2 separate regions of the Sus scrofa genome follow, and region 2 is linked to region 1. The links are chromatin contacts, called in public Hi-C maps. All regions are on one chromosome and are shown on one strand. Each heading gives the region's core, a stretch centred on a gene start, on an enhancer-like site or on the middle of the called end of the contact. The rest is flanking DNA. Distances are from core to core; before and after follow the strand shown.

The links. Hi-C and Micro-C count contacts between places; a contact is called where the count stands out from the background.
Region 2: a Hi-C map of liver shows a contact between it and region 1, with 5 times the contacts expected there. The contact joins the promoter of WDR25 here to the enhancer-like site in region 1. A contact is called at or near these places in 2 of 47 Hi-C or Micro-C datasets (liver and skeletal muscle) and 2 of 2 datasets of contacts at active chromatin or transcription factors (alveolar macrophages and skeletal muscle).

What each region holds. Positions count from the first base shown.
Region 1 is chr7:121,100,293-121,104,186 of Sscrofa11.1, reverse strand. All of the region lies in intron 1 of DEGS2 (sphingolipid delta(4)-desaturase/C4-monooxygenase DES2), which reads left to right. Among named protein-coding and RNA genes, the nearest start is that of DEGS2, 29 kb to the left of the region's middle. Within about 2 kb of position 2,271, at least 80 of the 83 cell types and tissues checked have an H3K27ac peak or open chromatin away from gene starts, as enhancers often do. A contact at or near this core is called in alveolar macrophages, liver and skeletal muscle, where this site is marked.
Region 2 is chr7:121,236,565-121,240,458 of Sscrofa11.1, reverse strand. WDR25 (WD repeat-containing protein 25) reads right to left here and starts at 2,260. Exons shown (of 7, transcript XM_021099728.1): 1 at 2,176-2,260. It overlaps WARS (tryptophan--tRNA ligase, cytoplasmic), which reads left to right and starts at 2,315. Exons shown (of 11, transcript XM_003128728.6): 1 at 2,315-2,406.

The DNA.
Region 1 (3,894 bases), core at 1,022-3,521:
GCTGCAGAGATGCTATTGATCTTGTTGTGCCATAGTGGGAACTCCCTGAGGCAGGGCAGTATTTTTAAATGAATAGCTGGAGGAAACCAATTATATAGAAAAACAATAAAAATTTTAAGCTCATGTACAAAGCAGTAGTGTCTTTTTTTTTTTTTTTTTCCGTTCCCACAGCATGTGGAAATTCCTGGGGCCAGGGATCACACCTGTGCCAGAGCAGTAATTATACAGGATCCTTAACCCACTGAGCTGCCAGGGAACTCCCAATGTAGTAGTGTCTTTATTAGCACATTAAATAACAGGGCCACACCTGTGGCACATGGCCGTTCCCAGGCTAGGGATCCAATCAAAGTTGCAGCTGCTGGCTTACACCACAGCTTATGGCAAGGCCATGACCCTTAACCCACTGAGCGAGGCCAGGGATTGAACCCCCAAGCTCATGGATACTAGTCGGGTTCCTTACTTCTGAGCTAAGATAGGAACTCCAAATTCTCTCTACTTTTGTGTATGTCTGAAACTGCTCACAATAAAAAAGATTAAACTTACTTGAACCATTCAGCAGGTATTTATCACTGAATAGCTGCATTTATTGAACACCTGCTGTGCGCCAGGCTCAGGAGGTCATTTTATCTTCACACCAGGCCTGAGGAGACAGGGCCTGTTACAGGTCTCAGAGAACTAGAGGTGAGGAGTTCCTGTCATGGCGCAGTGGAAATGAATCCAACTAGGAGCCATGAGGTTGCAGGTTCGATCCCTGGCCTCTCCCAGTGGGTCAAGGATCCGGCGTTGCTGTGAGCTGTGGTGTAGTTCACAGACGCGGCTTGGATCTGGTGTTGCTGTGGCTGTGGTGTAGGCCGGTGGCAACAGCTCCGATTCCACCCCTAGCCTGGGAACTTCCACATGCCTTGGTGCGGTCCTGAAAAGACAAAAAAGAAACTAGAGGTGTGTGGTCACACTGAGAGGACGGGGCAGGGCAAAGGGTGTAGGGGTGTCAGGGTAACAGCTAAATCCCTCTTTCATTAGATTGTACCTGAAAGTGAAAAGTCAGTCGCTGTCACTGACACATATAAAGGTGAGAGCTGGAAGAAACAGGCAGAGAACACAAATGGCTGAGGGGGGACCCAGGTGTCAGATATTGCCAATTTTTTTCATTATAAGCCTTGTAGTTCTATTTGTCCTTTAAAAATGTGTACCTGTTATTAATTTTATTGAAAATAAAAGGTGGAGTTCCCATCGTGGCTCAGTGGTTAACAAATCCGACCAGGAACCATGAGGTTGTGGGTTCCATCCCTGGCCTTGCTCAGTGGGTTAAGGATCCAGTGTTGCCGTGAGCTGTGGTGTAGGTCGCAGATGCGGCTCCAATCTGGCGTTGCTGTGGCTATGGTGTAGGCCGGCAGCAAGAGCTCTGATTCCACCCCTAGCCTGGGAACCTCCATATGCCACGGGTGCGGCCCTCAAAAAACAAAGTCAGAAAAAGAAAAGTTAAAGTAAAAAAAGAAGAAAGCAGATGATCAGAAAGGTGAACTTGGCCAAGGTCACACAGGATTCAGAGCGAAGCGACTTCAGACCTGAGACCAAGGTGGGCCCTGCAGCCCAACCGGGCCTGATGCTAGCCGTGGGCAGAAGGCCATCTGGCCAGAGAGCCCAGACTCTGATGTCGAAGACGGATTATTTTCACTATCAGATGTTGCTGTTGTTCGGGCCTATAAGGTTAATATCAACGAGCCGCTTATGAACCTGAATGGCCCTTTTCACTTATCTGACCTTGCGGACTGGGTTGCGGAAATTCAAGCCCCAGCTCAGTACCCGCAAGTCAGCAGAGTGCTAAGTAGACTGCATTGTTTTGCGAGCACAATGCTGAGCTATTCTCCCAGGGCACAAATGTGTCAGGCAGAAGGCTGGGTTTGAACTCAGCATCTGCAGTGCTGGGGCCAAGGTTGAGCACGACCGACCAGAGTCCGCAAAGTAGAGACTTCTTGACCACGTGATGGAGGCGGGGCTGGGTTACTTGGGAGAAGAGGGCAGCAGCGTACGCAAAGTCCCAGGAGCCTTGATCTGGGAGTTGGAACGGGTCTGCGTAGCTGGAGAATGGGGTGAGGGGAAGTGGAGGCAAGGGCAGACTAGGTACCAGGCACATGCTGGGTAAAAGCCTAGGGCAGCAGAGCAGGTGGCAGAAGGCCAGAGTGGCTGGAGCGGAGGTGCCTGCGCGAAGGACGAGGCCAGGGGAGAGGCTGGGAAGCTGCAGGGCTCGGAGCCGCAGGGCCTCCGGGCGTAGAAAGGATTTACGTTTCTACCCCAAAACAGCCAGTTCGGAGTTTCAAAACCTCGCTCCGGCCACTGAGTGGGGAAGGGAGCCGGAAGCAGCAGCTCTCGGGCGCCTGGGCCCAAAGTCCGGCGGGGTAGGGGGCCGGCGAGGGGCGAGGCCCTGCCCCTGGCCTGTGCTTCGGGGCGGGGCTGACAGCCTTATAGCCCCGCCTTCCTCCCCCGCTGGTTGGCCCAGGGCGGGAGCACCTGACCCGGGGGGGCCAATCCCCGTGCTGGCAGGAAGCTCCGCCAGGGTGACCCTCCCCGCCCTGCTGCGCAGCGAGGCGCGGATAGAGGCGGCTGCAAAGCGCGGCTCGCCCCGCGGAGACGCACGTATAGGGGCGGGTGGCATGTTGACAATTAGCCGTTTCCCGGACGTCCATTTGGCCAAATGACCAAGGGTTTTTTTTTCCACAAACGATCAATTTCTACGGACTGCCTATGTCGTGTGCGTTCGCCGAGGTCGTCCAGCGTCCTGCGTCGTCTGGGCAGTGACTGTTTCTCCAGTAGTCCCACCTGGCTCTGCTGAGCCAGAGTTCCAAGCTTCTGAGCGTGGGAGGGGGGTCTGCGGGAACCCGTCTCCTCCCCCCAGCACTCCCCCTACCCCTTTGTGAAGTTCGGCCTTCTCAGTCCCAGCCTTCCTTGGAGACCGGGCAGGGGGACTCCCTGGCGCTCCATAGGGCTCTGCGCTTTGCTCTGGGCCTGGGAGAATCGTTATTTGCGAATGTTTCAACTGGAGGGCAGAGGCCCCCTCCCCAGCCAGGGCGCCTGGCTCATTGGGGGCCCATCAGGGCGAAGTAAAGGAGTGAAGTTGGCTCACCCTCAGCTGCCTGGGAGGAGATGCACATGGGGAGGCCTCTGCCAGGAAGTGACCTCTGGCCTCTTCCAGCTCCCAACCTGTACAAGTCCAGATGGGGACTGGCCTCCGGGGGTGGGGGGTGGGGGAGGGGTGGAAGGAATCGTTTCTTGGAAAGCACCCAAAGGAGCATCTTTGCATCCAGTATTAAACCCAGGAAAATGGCTCGCAATTTAGCATCAAAGGTATGGAAAGCAAAATGCAAAATGTAGGGTAATCAGACTCTCCGAGAGAGCGTCAGGTCCTGCTACAGAGGGCACTCACCCTCCACTCACCCTCCATGCGAGCAACGGCATTGCCAAAACCCCAAGGGACGTGAAATTGAAGCTAACTGATTTGTCTTGTTTTGTCCTCTCTCCACTCCCCTGAAAGGTAAGCTAAAGGTGTCCAGTGGGCAATTTCTTTTTTGTTTTGTTTTGTTTTTGTTTTTGTTTTTGGCTGACCGAAAGTAGATGGAGTTCTCCCGCCAGGAATCAGATCCAAATCATAGCTTCGACCTAAGCAACATCTGCAGCAACGGAGGATCCTTTAACCCACTGTGCAGGGTGGAGATGGAACCTGCACCCCATTGCTCCCAACACGCTGTGGATCCCACTGCAGCCACAGTGGGAACTCCCCATTATCATTTTCTTTAGTGTATTTTATTCCTTTTCTTGACTAGATCAAGTACTGGTATCTACTTTCAGTGTATTTTATTTTATTTTATTTTGTTTTATTTTATTGTCTTATTGTCTTTT
Region 2 (3,894 bases), core at 1,011-3,510, 140 kb before region 1:
CAGCACTGAGAGCCCAGGCAGCATATCACTTCAGAGGAAGCCTACGTGCCCTACCTTAATACGCCACCCTGAGCTCCTCTTCCATCCCTGAAGACTCCCTGTGGGTCCTCAATTACGCCATTCCGACAGCCTATCTATCACCCCCATCTCCCCCGGACAGTGGTTTTCCCTGGAAGCGACCATCTCACCCCTCCCCTGCCTTTCCCAAAAAGGGTAGTAGCATTTGCCTGAAGGGCTCCATTGCCAAATAAGTTACACCAACATCCAAAAAATGCCAGTGGTCTGCCTCCTCCAAAAATCCCACCCCCACCTACAGTCCAATCCAGGCAGGTAACACCTTCTACACACAGAGCCATTGTCTAAATAAAACGTCCATCACAGGAGTTCCCGTTATGGCCCAGCGATAACAAACCCGACTGGTATCCATGAGGACGCAGGGTCAATCCCTGGCCTCACTCAGTGGGTTAAGGATCCGGCATTGCCGTAAGCTGTGGTGTAGGTTGCAGACATGGCTCAGATCTCACGTTGCTGTGGCTGTGGCACAAGCCGGCAGCTGCAGCTCCAACTGGACCCCTAGCCTGAGAACTTCCATATGCCATGGGTGTGGCCCTAACAAGCAAAAAAACACAAAAAAACAAAAGCAAAAAACTTCCATCACAAGCCAGCCCATCTCAAATGGAACAAATATAATGGACAAATTATAAATTAATAGAACACTGCACTGCAAAGGATTTGGCATTTCTTTTCTCTAAATACTTGCTCTGTTCCTGAAGCCCATCCTGATCAAACATCTCACCTGTCTCAACTCCTGGGCACAGCATCACCCACCACAGCATCCCGTTCCATCCCTCCAAAGAGAACCCACTAGGTTACCAGCACCAAGGCACCTGTCCTCAGCCATTAGAATGGATTCCTACCTACCCAGTTGTCCACAGATGTCGACTCACAGGAGAGGTCGATGGCCAGAATTAGAAATGAGACCTACAGCAAAAGATCAGAGAGCAGCGGAGTGAGAAGATCCCCACAAGGCAAGGCAGCAAGAACTGAATGAATGCAGGTAGATGAACCATAGCAGCATCTGCTTCATGTACATTTCATTCAGTCATTCAGTAAACATTGAAGGAGCATGGGCTACTTCCCGAGCCCCATACCAGGCGCCAGGAACACCTCAGCCAACAAGAAAGTGAACAATGCCCTGAGCTCATCATGCTCACGCACGGCGGGGGAAGACAGACCATGACCAGGTGAAACAAAGGATGTCCAGTGATGAGAAATCCCAAGGAGGAAAGTAAAACAGAAAAGTCGGCATGATGGTGGGCTTGGGCTGTTTCCTATGATGAGATCAAGGCAGGCCTAGGGCAGAAGGCAACGCTCTGGAGGAGGTGAGGAAGTAGAGGTGATGAGAAGACCGAAACAACAAAACTAATCAAATTGGGTAAGAGTGATGGAGGCAAGAATGAGTCAAGGAAAACAGGCAAAAACGGAGGTGATCGGGAGCCACTGGGAACAACAACAACAAACTTTAGAGGGAAACTGCTGCCTAAACAGGCAAAAGTGGGGAAAGGACATTTTTTCATAGAAAGAGGGAGTGATTAAACTAAGAAGAACAAAAAAATTAAAAATAAAAATAGCTAAGAACAGCTGGAAGAAAAAGTCAGGTCTTAGCAGAAATGAGGCTACAGGAGAGGGGAGCGGCAATGACAGTCACCTGCATGTCAGCTCCACCCAGGCAGGACTTTTTTGTGTGTTGTTCACTGTTTGATCCCCAGCATCTACAGATATTTGTGAAATGCAACCTGGTGGGAGGAGGGCACAGAGAAAGCAACAGGGATAAGATATTCTCATTCAACATTTCCTGATTACCTACACTGTGCCAAGCTTTATATTAGGTTTTATGGACAGACATTAAACACAAAACACACCTCCTGCGCCGGAGGCCACAGACTGATGAGGGCAACAAACAAGATACGACCAGAGGTGGGTTTTGAAGAATGAATAGGAGTTAGCCAGGTTGCCAAGAGTAGGAGGTGAGCATCGTCCAGAGCACTGCGCGACGCAGAACCGGAGATGTAGAACAGGCGAACAGCGGCGAAGGCTCGCGCGGAAGAGTGTGGAGCACTCGGGCCCCAGCCAGGTCCCGTCCCCTCCCGTCCCCCGGCCCGGCCCGCCGCTCACCACACACACCGGAAGCGCTCGGTCCTCCCGGAGGCTGTCCGGCCTGCACTCCGCCGCCCAGTCGCGTTCCGCGGACGCCGGGGCCCCAACCAATCAGCGGCGGCCTCTGGCCGCCACAGCCAATGATGACGCAGTCGATCCGGAAGTTGTTCCGGCCGGACGGCGTTTCCACGGACGCCCAAGCAGCAACCCGTGGCTGAGCCGGCAGTGCTGACGGGCCCGGCTGGGCCGGTAAGTGAAGGGATGAAAGAGGGAGGGAAGCCAGGGTGGCGCCCGATGACCTGGGCCTTCCGGAGCCGCCGGCACGCCGGGGCCGGGAGTATCCTCCTCAGAGCCCGCCTCGCTGCCCGCCGGGTTCTGGCAGCACGGGGGGCGCGGAGGCTGCCCGGGCGCCCCTCGCCCCCTTCCTCCCAGCGCCGCCGACCCGGCCTGTCGCCCACTCCCGCGGGCGCCGACCCTTCCTCGTCTCCCACCTCTGCCCTTTCCCTAAGGAGGGAGGCCCCGACTTTTACCAAGTGTCTGCCATGTGACAGGGGCTTTGCCTGCAGTATCGCACTTAGTCCCCTCCACGGTAAAGTTAGGAGGCTTCTTTATGCCCATTTCACAAATGAGGAAGCGGAGGATGAAGCGGAGAGGTAATGTGACTTGCTCAAAGTCTTGAAACAAGAAGGTGCCCAAACTGGGATCGAAACTCAGATCTGACCCCAGAACTCATGATCTTTCCACTGCATTGCGCCGCCCCCGTGAACGACAGCAGCAAGGAATTTACAGCCCACCTTTCTGCCCCCCAGGACTACACATAAAACACAGTTTTCATTACAGTTGTTCATACTGATGCTAAGAAGGAGGAACAGAAAGGGGGCAGGGAGATTTTTAGGAGGCCAGCTTGGAATAGAGGGTGGCTGATGCAATGACCAGCTAATATCTTGATTCCCAAGAGGGTTTCACTGGTCTCCACCCGCACTCTTTCCTGTACCCACCTCTGATTGGACAGTCCCATCAAAAAGGTTGGGTCAAGAGGCTTAAGCGTTTCTGAGAAACTGGGGGATTTATAAGAAACTCCTATGTGTGAGTAGTGAAGGGTGGGATAAACAAGGAAGGAAGAGAGAAGTCTTTTTCTAAAAGGAAACTGAAAGGAGGAAAGGACGACTATTAAAGAAGAGCTTGAGCTGCACGGGGCAGTCTCAGCTACTCAAGTGCCCGGTGGGACCAGTGGCCACCTCTGCAGTGTCTCCTGCAACCTCGGTATGTATTGCCACCTTCCCAAGGCTTAGAGCTTACTAGTATTTTTACCAGCCTTTTCCCAAAAGGCTGGAAACCTTGGCTTAGGGAGATGAGGGGTCAGGATTACACTGTTGTGCATTTTACTTCATCTCATTGGTCCCAAGTTCAAGTGATTCTCGGCTTCCATAGGGAACAGAGATCCTGGAAGAGTAGTTGCCTGCTGGGATTCATAGCTTGCCTTTCAGCAGCTTCATGTTGGCTGTCATATTTTTCACCCGTGAGGCCTCCTTAAATAGTTGATCTCCATTCCCAATATGTCATTGTAATACTCATGAGTATCTTGGGTCTGGCTTCATTTAAAATAATGGCTTATTTGCCTTTTAAGATAATTTTCATTTCATTATTTGGAGAAGAAAGGAAGCTTTCCTCCCAGTGTTTAAAAAAGGAAAAGAGGGAGTTCCCGTCGTGGCGCAGTGGTTAACGAATCCGACTAGG